2 separate regions of the Callithrix jacchus genome follow, and region 1 is linked to region 2. A link is a contact called in public Hi-C data. All regions are on one chromosome and are shown on one strand. The core of a region is the stretch at or near the end of the contact, and the rest is flanking DNA. Distances in the headings are between cores, read along the strand shown.

Evidence for each region. A called contact is a pair of places that touch in the nucleus more often than the background predicts.
Region 1: a contact with region 2 is called in a Hi-C map of skeletal muscle, with 2.4 times the contacts expected there. The contact joins two enhancer-like sites. A contact is called at or near these places in 2 of 3 Hi-C or Micro-C datasets (both in skeletal muscle).

Annotation. Positions count from the first base shown.
Region 1 is chr5:6,849,212-6,855,236 of calJac240_pri, forward strand. All of the region lies in intron 1 of ASXL1 (ASXL transcriptional regulator 1), which reads right to left. Among named protein-coding and RNA genes, the nearest start is that of ASXL1, 4.5 kb to the right of the region's middle. Within about 2 kb of position 1,485, at least 3 of the 16 cell types and tissues checked have an H3K27ac peak or open chromatin away from gene starts, as enhancers often do. A contact at or near this core is called in skeletal muscle, where this site is marked.
Region 2 is chr5:6,769,401-6,774,886 of calJac240_pri, forward strand. NOL4L (nucleolar protein 4 like) reads left to right here. Exons shown (of 11, transcript XM_035298122.3): 11 at 169-4,853. The coding sequence ends at 389. Among named protein-coding and RNA genes, the nearest start is that of ASXL1, 85 kb to the right of the region's middle. Within about 2 kb of position 1,706, at least 4 of the 16 cell types and tissues checked have an H3K27ac peak or open chromatin away from gene starts, as enhancers often do. A contact at or near this core is called in skeletal muscle, where this site is marked.

The sequences.
Region 1 (6,025 bases), core at 235-2,734, 80 kb after region 2:
AAGAAATGCGTAAGACAGAAATGTATTCAAATTTTCTTTCCCAAGGAAGTTTGATTAGTGCATGTACACACACACACACACACACACACGCACACACAGATTACTATATTTTTAGTAGAGATGGGGCTTCACCATGTTAACCAAGCTGGTCTTGAACTCCTGACCTCAGGTGATCCGCCCGCCTCAGCCTCCTGAAGTGCTGGGATACAGGCGTGAGCCACCTCGCCTGGCCGAGTACCCATATTTTTAAACAATGCCTATTGCCACTGTGTTGTCAATTTGTGGTGTTAACTGCCACAGAACATTTTGCCATTTGACAACATGATGCTATAATTCTGCATGACTGGTGCAGTGAGAAACAATATCCCATTTACGTTAGCATTACCTATAACCAAGTCATGGCAGTATTTTCTTAAGTGTGCAACTGCAGCTCTCTTGCTTCAAGAGTTGTTGTAGAGACGGGTGTGGTGTCTCACGCCTGTAATCCCAACACTTGGGGAGGACGAGGCAGGCGGATCACCTGAGGTCGGGAGTTCAAGACCAGCCTGACAGACACAGAGAAACCCATCTCTACTAAAAATACAAAATTAGCCAGGCATGGTGGGGCATGCCTGTAATCCCAGCTACTCGGGAGGCTGAGGTCAGAGAATCACTTAAACCGGGGAGGCAGAGGTTACGGTGAGCCAAGATCACCCCATCACACTCCAGACTGAGCAACAAGAGTGAAACTCCACCTAAAAAGAGATTTAGAAAAGTTATTCTTCTAAAAGAGGAAACACGCTGTCAATATCTTTGTACTTTGTCTACCTGTACAGCTACTGAGGTTACTGCAAATCAAGCTAACATCTTACAGTCCATTTAACTACCATAACCAACTACTGCTGTCACAAGCAAAACATAAAGCAGGAAGTCTGACAGGGCTGCTGCTGTCCACAGCCACACCACCCTGAACATGCCCACTCTCGTCTGACAGGACTGCTGTGGAAGGTACTCTCTATGGAAGAACGTAAGCCCTCAGCACTGAAGTCAAGGTTTGGAGAAGGTACTAAAATGAATCCCCTATTTCCCACGGCCCTATTCTTTGCCTCTCTGCAGTTTTTCCATTCTCTATAGGTAACACCATCATCTCGCCACATTTCAGCTACTAACTAACTCTGATAAATACCTAACCTCTACCTCTAGCTCTGACTTCTCCCCCAAATTTCAGATTTAAATATTCGGTTGTATACTGATTGTACCCATTCTTCATCTACTCTAATCCAGCTCTACTCTTAATTCATCTAATTGGCGACTCTAATTCACCTCTTCTCCAGACTTGCCCTTCTTCCTGTATTCTCCACCTTGATTGACAGCCTGTATGATCACCTAATTTAGAAACACAGGTGTCAGCCTTCTCTCTCATCTGACCCCCAAATCACAAAACCAGTCTCTTACCTGGCCCAACACAACAGCCTCTTAATATCCCTCCATCCAGTCCTGCTTTCCTCAAATCCATTCTGACTCTGTTGTCAGCCTTCATTCAACAAACACATGTAACACCTTCTTGGTGCCAGGCACAGTTCTAGGGATTCACAGTTAAACAAGACCAAACCTCTGCTCTGGTAGAACTTATATAACATGTTATAGCCTGAGGTCAAACCCAGCAAAGCAAATCTGCCCTCATCACTTCCAGCTTTAAAATCCTTCAGCAGGCCAGGCGCAGTGGTGCACAGCTATAGTCTCAGCTGAGACTGAGGCATGAGGGTTGCCTGGGGTCAGAAGCTCCGGGCTGTAGTACACCATGATCCTGCCTGTGTTTAGTCACCCACTCCAACCTGGTTAACACCATGAATACTCATCTCTTTTAAATAACACAAAATACAAAAAATACTGGCTGAGTAAAGTGGCTCACACCTGTAATCCCAGCAGTTTAGGAGGCCAAGGTGGGCAGACTGCTTGAGCCTAGGAGTTCAAAACCAGCCTGGGCAACATGGTGAAACCCTGTCTCGACAAAAAATACAAAACACTAGCTGGGCATAGGGCACAAGCCTGTAATCCCAGTTACTCAGGAGGCTGAGGTGAGAGAATCATCTGAGCCCGGGAAATGGAAGCTACAGTGAGCTGTGACGGCGCCACTGCACTTCAGCCAGGGTGACAGAGTGAGACCCTGTCTCAAAAAATAATAATAAAATAGAGAGCAAATAAAATCCTCAACAGCTCCCTAATCACATACTGCAAAAGCTGAAGCTTCCCAAGTCCACTGGCCCACGGCTAAAGAACAGATCTAGAGTTACCTTCAAACTTTTACATTCTAAACTGGGGCAAATTACAACCCAACCTGAACCCAGGTTCTCTTGAAGGATACTGATGTCTTCCTCTCAGAGTTGAACAGAGAGACAATGTAAGTAATGCCTACAGTGCCGGGCACAGAGTAGGTGCTCACTGGCCTGGCATATGGAGCCCTCACGGTCTGGTCTCTGCCCGTCTCTCTACCCATCCACACTGACACTCCACAAATTTTATGTTCCTATAACTCATAGGTATACCTAATTCCCACACTTTGCAAATACATACTCTGTCTCCCCCACTCTCACTCTTTCTCTCCTTTTTGTTGTCACCAGCTCCTGCTTACGCCCTCTGTGATGGGAACCCCCTACTGACCCATCAAGACTCAGCTCAGAAAGCACCTTCCTCCAAGAAGTCTTCCCTGATCTCTGCCAGAGGTAAATGTCTCCTTTCAATATCCCCATTGTTTTATAACACACATAATTATCTCCCAAACGAGGACAGTTGAGAGTGAAAGGAGAAACTATTCATAATTATGGCTGGACAAGAGGCAGGAACTGAGATATCTGTTTATGATTCATACAACTGTGATAACACTTATCATGCCTGGAGTAAAATTCTGTTCCTATGTCTGGACCTTCACCAACCCCAGACCATAAGCCCTGAGGGGCAAACCTTATCTACCTTTGTATTCCAAGAACCTAAGCGCCAAGATAGGCAGACTCACTTGAACAAACCTACAATAAACCCTGGAACAAACTACTAATGTTCAGTACCACAGATACCATTTCTTTGATACTAATTAAATGGAAGCTGAGCTAGTGAATTTTGGCAGAATTTTTTAAGAAGCATGACTCTGAAATAGTAACTACCAATTATTTAAACAGCAATCAGAAAGAGCCTGAGAATTTAAGACAGAGGAAACAAAATCTCTGAAGTTACATCAAAAGATACAAAGAATTCACTTTTATTAAAACTGTTTACGCCTCCAGCTTTTGGTGTAAGAACAAGTCAGCAGTGTTCTATTCCTAGTCTTTGTCTTTCTAGCTTACATTTTTTAAAAAGAATCTCTTACTTCAAAGGGGAAAAAAATGTTTGATGTAAGATTGGTCAGTCATGAATCAAAGTAAAAGATAAAGCATGCAACAAAGAGTTTCTCAAAGCCAGGGAGAATCCATTTAGGGCCCTCAATTTAAAGGGAAATCCCTTTGGCCATTTCTCCCACACAAACTGTTCATAACAAGTTGGAGGCTTTATATCCACCCAACCACGTAAGGTCTACTTCTTACATCTAGAAAAGACAATACTATAAAATGTGTGAAAGAAACAATATCTTTTTCAATAGCATAATTAACATCTGCAAAATCAATTTCCTGGGGTATACTATACTGAAATTCTTAAGAATAATCTTCTTTCCTCTACAAAAACAATTTTTAAAAGGATTCCCAGTCACACTGTAGTCATCAATCTAAGCTGGTTCAGGAGCAATCTGAAAGTGTTTCCAAGGAAGTGCATACAATTGCCACTGCAAGCACTCCAAATCCACCTGCCGGAAGAGAAGTGTTCAGGTGTGCTCATCAACTGTCCTATGTCCTCCTAGTCAAGTTTCTCTCAGTCCAGTGTAAGCTCTCACAAATTCTCCAGCACACAGTGTTACAGCAACTTTTTTTAAACATGAAGAAGACGTGTGTTTTTTTGTTTTGAGACGGAGTCTGTCTCACTGCCACCCAGGCTGGAGTGCGGTGGCGTGATCTCATCTCACTGCAACCTCCTCTGCCTCCTGAGTAGCTGGGATTACAGGCTTATGCCACCATGCCCAGCTAATTTTTGTGTTTTTAGTAGAGACAGGGATTTCACCATGTTGGCCAGACTGGTCTCGAACTCCTGACCTCAGGTGATTTGTTTGCCTTGGCCTCCCAAAGTGCTGGGATTACAGGCGTGAGCCACCACGCCCAGCTTAGGAGTCTTAAAAAGTTCCCCCTCACCTACCAACCAATCCATCCAAAGAAATGGAAAATTCTAAAACAAAAAAACACAAAAAAGATTCTCAGGAGTCCTTTTTTTTTTTTTTAAGACAGAGTCTTGCTCTCACAGTTCTCTGGTCTAGAACTCTTCACCTCATGATCCACCCACCTCAGCCTCCCAAAGTGCTGGGATTACAGGCATGAGCCATCGAACTCAGCCTTTTTTTTTTTTTTTTTTTTTTAGAGTCAGGGTCTCCCTCTATCATCCAGGCTGGAGTGCACTGGCACAATCAGCAGGCACTGCAGCCTCCAACTCCTCAGCCTAAGCTATCCTCAACCTCCCAAGCAGCTAGGACCACAGGTGCACACCACCAGGCCCAGCTCATTTTGTTGTTGTTGAAGAAACTGGTTCTCACCATGTTGCCCAGGCTGGTCTCGAACTCCTAGCCTCAAGTGATTATTCTGTCTCAGCCTCCCAAAGTCTCACAAATCCTTTTCCACAGGTATAAGAGCACCACAAAGTAATTCCTACTCATATCACTATTTTTAATGAAATGCCTTAGAAGAAAAAGAGAAATAACTTATTCATAATCTGGTTTGAAGCTCAGTCAATGATAAAACAGAAAAAGCAACCTCGATGTTGAAGTTCACACCACAGTCAATTCGAGAATCTAAAGAGGCTTAACAGTGGACCCCAAATTCCTAAAGTCAACTAGTAAGAACCAACAGAACTTTGAGACAGACAGACTTTATAATTCTGTCAGGGCATAAATAACACAGGATTTAAAAGTACTTTCACCTGACCCTAACAAGTAGAACTGTGGCAAGCAAATTTCCTTGGGTGCCCAGGGTCATAAACACCCGAATAACAGGAACACCAAGGAGAATGTCAATAAACACACAAAACTCTTCGTCCGGGAAATTGAGAGCTCTCTCCCAATCCCCATCAGGCCTATATTCAGGTAAAGAAATATCAGAGTGGCCTGGCACAGTGGCTCACACCTGTAATCCCAGCACTTTGGGAGATCTAGGAGAGTGAATCACGAGGTCAAGAGATGGAGACCATCTTGGCCAATATGGTGAAACCTCGTCTCTACTAAAAATACAACAATTAGCTGGGCATGGTGGTGTGCACCTGTACTCCCAGCTACTCAGGAGGCTGAGGCAGGAGAATCACTTGAACTCGGGAGGCAGAGACTGCAGTGAGCCAAGATGACACCACTGCACAACATCTGGGCAACAGAGTGAGACCCTGTCTCAAAAAAAAAAAAGAAAAAAGAAACCTTAGAGAAATCCTGAAATTTCTACAAGATCCCGAAAACTAGCCCAACCTTCCAGTGTTGACTGAATCAGAAAAAAAAATATTTTGAAATCTCAAAATCTTCAAACTTCACATGCCAGGCCAAAATAAACTGAAGCACAAAACTTCAGCATACAAACAATTGCTATTTTTCTTCCCTGGGCAACGAAGGACTAGGGGAGACAATCGCAAACACCAATGAAAATTCTCCTGTAGCCCAAATACCTGCAGTTTTATAAATCAGTAACTTTTACAGATTTCGAGAAAGAAAAAGGTGTACTTTAGATTTATATCAATCCCCACAACCTTTTTTTTTTTTTGGGGGGGGGCACATCTTTGAGGCAGAAAACTCACCTCAAAATGAGAGAAAATAAAGTCACGAGTTTCATTCATCATTAGAACTGGATTGCAACAATTACATACAAACTACAGGGTGTCAAGAAACACTTAGGCTACCGGCACCGTAACCACTGTGTGACAGATCTGAGGAAGTGAC
Region 2 (5,486 bases), core at 456-2,955:
CAAGCACTAGGGATAGAGCCATCAGGGAGATGGACCAGAGCCGCCGACTCCAGTGCCCAACTCACAGTGGGCACTAGGCCATGGGTTATGACAGCACCAAGGACGACACACCTCCCCAGTGCCAGGCAGGGTGGCTGCCGCCTCCTAACCCTCCTTCCCTCTCCACAGGGCCCACGGACCTCAGCATGAAAGGCGGGGCCTCGACCACCTCCACCACCCCCACGCCCACCCCCTCCAGCACCAGCACCAGCAGGCCCGTGCCCACTGCTCAGCTCAGCCCCACAGAGATCAGCGCGGTGCGGCAGCTCATCGCGGGCTACCGGGAGTCTGCTGCCTTCCTGCTGCGCTCTGCAGACGAACTGGAAAACCTCATCCTACAGCAGAACTGACCCCACCGGACCTGGAGTGCACTGCCCTAGGGAAGGAGGCTGTCCCAGCCTGGACCCAGCTTCCTGCCTCGCCAGTTGGTACATTTTGTTTGAAAGAGGTGGGATCCAAAAGAGCTGTTTCTAGCCACACTCCAAGCACCTGAGACTTTGGGCACAAGGACACTTTTTTTTTTGGAATCTCACCACACGGGTGCTCTGACCTGCTTGGAAGAGGCCAACAGGGCAGCTCTGGAATGGTTGGGGTCTCCCCTGACAAGGCGCTGGGGCTGCAGCTCTATTTAGAATCACCTTCGTGGACCCTGATGTTAGAATCCCACCCCCGGATAATTACCTTTCAAGTCTTAGGTGAGCAGAATTGCATATTTATTGAGAAAAACAAAGTGGACCCTTTCTTCCTCTCCCCTTAGTAATTTATTTTTCTGAAAATGGATTCTTTTGTGTTTGTACAGATTGCTAGTCTGTGTCTGTCTGATCAGAAGGATGTATCCCCATACCTGACATTCCATATCACTACACTGATGTGGGCTGGGGCCAATAGGGGCAGGGTGGGTGCCAGGCTGGCTGTTCCTCTTTGTGCCTGGCACACCCTGGGGCTGCCACCCCTTGGCCAGGCCATCCTGTTGCAGATCCCAGTGCTGCCACAAGGATACCGCCAGGCACCTCCCTAGGCACCGCCAAGCAGGAAGACCTTACCCACACCCACACCCATGGCAAAGAAGAAAGAGGCACCCCCACCCCATTCTACAGAAGCCCCAGTCCCATGGTCACCTGTATTCTACCTCACACTCCAACATGGGCTTTTTCCAGGATGTGCCCTGAGCCTGTTCTGAACAGCTGTCATCCCAGCTCCCCACACAATATGTCTGCCTGGGAGGTAAGTCCAGACTGGGTGTCCAGGAGCTGGAGCCTAGAGAGCGTCCTGTCCCTAACCGGCCACTGCAGTCCTCCCACCCTGGCCCCAGCTGCTTGGTAGGATGGAGTGCTGGGAGGTGGCAGCTGGGTGGCAGGGCCCTTCCCCTTACACCCTGCTGCCCAGGAGCCAGGTCTGAACTTCTGTCCACAGGCCTGGGCCCCCCGGACTCCTGCCAAGAGGGGCTGCTGCTTCAGGGTGGGCCCTGGCTGTCAGGCAGCTGTGAGCTCCAGGCCGGACTACAGCTCCCATCCCTTTGCCCCGTGTTTGGAGTAAAGGGACCAATGGAAGTGGAGGAGCCACTTGGGTTCTCCTAAGACCAGCCCTTCTGGAGGGGCCAGTCCTGGAAGAAACCCATAATCCCTGGAGTGTGAAAAAGGGCAAAAAGAAAAAGCTGGCCTGGTTTCCTTCCTCCCTGATAGGCACTTCCTCTTGCTCAGTGCAATACCTACCAGTGCTGCTAATCCAGGGATTCGCCCAGACCTCAGCAGGCCCCCAGGGCCCTCCATGCAACACTCCGTAGCCATGACAGCAGCTCTCTGCTGCCCAGCCCCTGCCTAGAGCTGGCAGAAGCCCTCTGTTGCCTTTCCTCCCTCAGAGCAGAGAGGCCCCAGGGGAGCCAGGGCCGAGTGGATCCTAGGATGGCCAGAGAGAGCCACTCGCTCCCAGAACAGGCACCCCTTCCCAAACCAGCTTTTCTGCAGCCAATTGCCTGTTGCAGCTGTGGCCACTGCCTCCCGGCACTGTGGCAGACTCCTCCCAAGGAGGGATGGGGAGGGGGCACCAGTAAGGATGCCCCATCCTGCCTCAGGTCCAGACTCTGGAAGGTAGGGTGCCCACTCCGTGCTTACTTCCAGCCCCTAGAGGTTGGGGGTGGTCTTATCTCTCAAGTGGCCTCCAACACCCCACCCAGCCACACCACCTCTGCCTTCCATCTGACCAATCCCAAGGCCTCTGGTCAGGGCCAGGACACCTGAGACTCACCCTTAGCACAGCACAAACTCCAGTGCCCAAGGCCTCTCCCACACTCCAGCCAGCCACACATCCAGTCCCACCTGTTCAGTACTGCTCCCCTCAACATTTGAATTTGTGTAAATATTTATTTTTGTGTGTGAACAATACTACAAAGTAATCAGTAGATCTTTTGCAAAATGTTACCCCAGGCAATTTGTGAAAATCTTAATGTTAAAACCTGGCAGAGACAATCGCCACCCTAGAATTCCTGGTATCAGTTACCCAACATGCCACTTCTCCTCCCAGAGGCAGTACCCAAGCTAGACATGAACCGTTTTCATTTCTTGGCAGACAGGAGTGAGAAAGACTGGGGAAGGGGCTCCCTCCCACTTCCCACACAAGGATGCGATCTAAGCATGAGCATAAGCTACAGTCTGAAGTCATGTTTTTCGGAGTTCAAGCTGTTGGAACTGACCACCCTCCAGCCTGCCTTAGTACTGCGGCAAGGATGTAGGTTCAGTGTGTTTCAGAAAGGAAAGAATATGTCCCTGGTGAAAGTTCACGGGGCCTCTCAGGCCCCCTCCAGGACAATGGAAACTACACCTACAGCCCCGGAGATGGCAAGATCGGGAGCAAGTTCCTGCATGGAAACAGGATTCCATTTAGCTGGTTCAGTCAGGGGACTTGTTCTGTTTTGCTTTTGTTTTAAAAGACGCAGCTTCAACCCCTTCTCCCTACTTCTGACTTCAAGGGCACCGAGGAGCTGGTTCTGATGAACCAGGCTTGCTGCTGTCTCAACCCTCCCCGGAGGGACTGCCTTCTCCCAAAAGGAGCTCCCAAAGCCCTGTCCCACAGCCATTTAAAAATCTTCTGAAGGCCTCAGGACACCAAGTAATCATTTGGGATCTTAAGTTAAAAAGGAAGTGCAAGAGCAGGATATTCCCGTTCCAGAGTCTTCGCAGGGGGCTAAGCCCACGAGAAGGGCAGCATCAGAGAAGTGGGCATTGGTCTTAGTGGTGGATCATCAGGTAGACAAGTGACAGCGTGTGTAACCCATCTGAAATTCATTTTACCGTCACCACTCTTACAAAGGACAGTTTGTTCCCAAGGACAGTGTTGACGGGGAGGGGGACAGGAAGGGAGTTAGGAGGGTTTTCGAGGATTTCAAACAGGTGGAACCCATCCATCCCTATTCCCAAGGGCCACTTACAACTCCAAGGGTGGTTACAGGATTAACTACCAGTTCATTTTCAAAATGCTGCTTTGAACTCAGAGGGTTGATACTTTTAATTTGTAAGTTTTTGTAAAACTTTATACAAAATAGTAAAAGTAAAGTATTTCACCAGAATACCAGTTTCAATCCGTCCATGGTCTGATTTTTATATAATTTAGTGGTGCTTTAGAAACTTTGTTTTTGTTTCTGAGCTAAACAGCTCAACCCTTTTTCGCCTGTATCTACCTAAGACCAATGTGAACCTTTGTATTTTTGCTCCTAATTTTGGACTCAGTGAAAGTGTACTGTTTACATGTACAGATGCCCCCAGTCCCTGTGTGTTCTGCAAGACTCGCTCTTGAGGAGGAAGACGCACCTCACTAAGCTCATCTGCTTAGCAAAGCCACAGACAAAAACCTCTCACTTTTTACCTACGTTTCCACCTAAAAATACAACAAAAAACCTATACCACATAGAACTCAGATTGGCTGAAAAACACTTTCCACCTGGTAGATGGCCCATACGCCTCTATTATGTGGTCCATTTAGGAGCAGGAGTCAGGAGAGACCTCCTGTGGTCTGCTGGTGGGCGACTGCATAGACAGAGGAAAGGGGAAGGCAGGACTTCGCAGCAGAGCTGTGGGATGAGTGGAGCTCTTCCCTGGGCAGCCTGGGAGTGGGAAGGTCAGAATGACTTAAGTGGCCTTCAGGATCAAGCCAACCAGGATTTAGGGACAACCCAAGAGGTCTTTAGTCCTCTGGCATAATTTAGACATGTTTTGGAAGAGCATGAGTTCAAAAACTGAGATGAGATGTTAAGACTTTCAGTGCAGATAGTACAAGCCATTTCTTCAGGGTTCCTCTGGGGGCAGCTCCTTCATGAGGTCCTACCTCCAGGGAGGGGCACAGGGCTCCAGATAGTAAGCACTTAAGGCAAACAGTGGATGGCACCAAGTTTGAAAGGTGACTCTTTATGAATCAATGGCTTCACCTCTAAATTATACTTTTACAGATATGCACCTATGCAACTTAACGTGGCTCTTCTAAGCAGGTGAGGACTTCCTCCTCAATGCTCTCTATAAAAATTATTTGTGTTCTATATAGTGAGTTTTACCAGTAAATGTGGCTTAATATTTTAATTCTTAGAATGTGTCTTCTCTACGTGATGCGACTAAATTCTGTTTTGTTTGTGGAATGACTAGCACAGGCCGTCTCCCTCTCCCCCTCACTTAACAAAAGACCAATGAGCTGTTAATCGAGCTGTTATCTCCATGGTATTACTTGCTAAATGCACTGATTTCATAAGTATGTGGAATCCTTTTCCTTTTGAATCTGTATATCATATATAAGACTGAATCTACTTAATAAACACTGAACAACAAACCGAACGCCCTGCTTCCGCTGTGTCCCATCGACAGCAGCGCCACCTGCCACTTCTCATCCTTCCTCATCTAGTTTGGCACCAAAACATCTTTCTACTGGTAGATTCCACCTTTTCCTAGCCAATAGTATAGCACACAGAAGGTCCTCGATGCATTTTCTAGAACAAATAAACCTGTAATTTCAGCCTCTCATCTGTTAGAAAGGGAAGGCAATGAACCTTTTGCAGGTGCCCATCAGTTGCTCAACACAGGTGGAGCTCTCATGCACCGTTTTATCTCTTAGTTCCCCCACCCCCACGTGCACACACACAGGCACACGGGGTAAATATATGCCTTGCTGAAATCCAGTGACCAGCAACAAATCTGTAGCTTTTCCACGACCTCTTACCCTAGGACAAGGGCAACGGACTGAAACCAAATCCCCAGAACAATCTCTAAGTGCTAATTTGGAAAACAGAGCAAACATGATCCCTGGTTCTGAACCTTTAGTGCTTAGCATCCCATTCTATCCCAACTCTGGATTCCCACCTTGAAGGAAACAAAAGGGCTACTTTTCCCAAAGAGAATTATTTGTGATTTTTTTTCATCCCATATATATGGTTTAGGTTAACCTTTAAGGAAAAATTGTAGGAATATGGC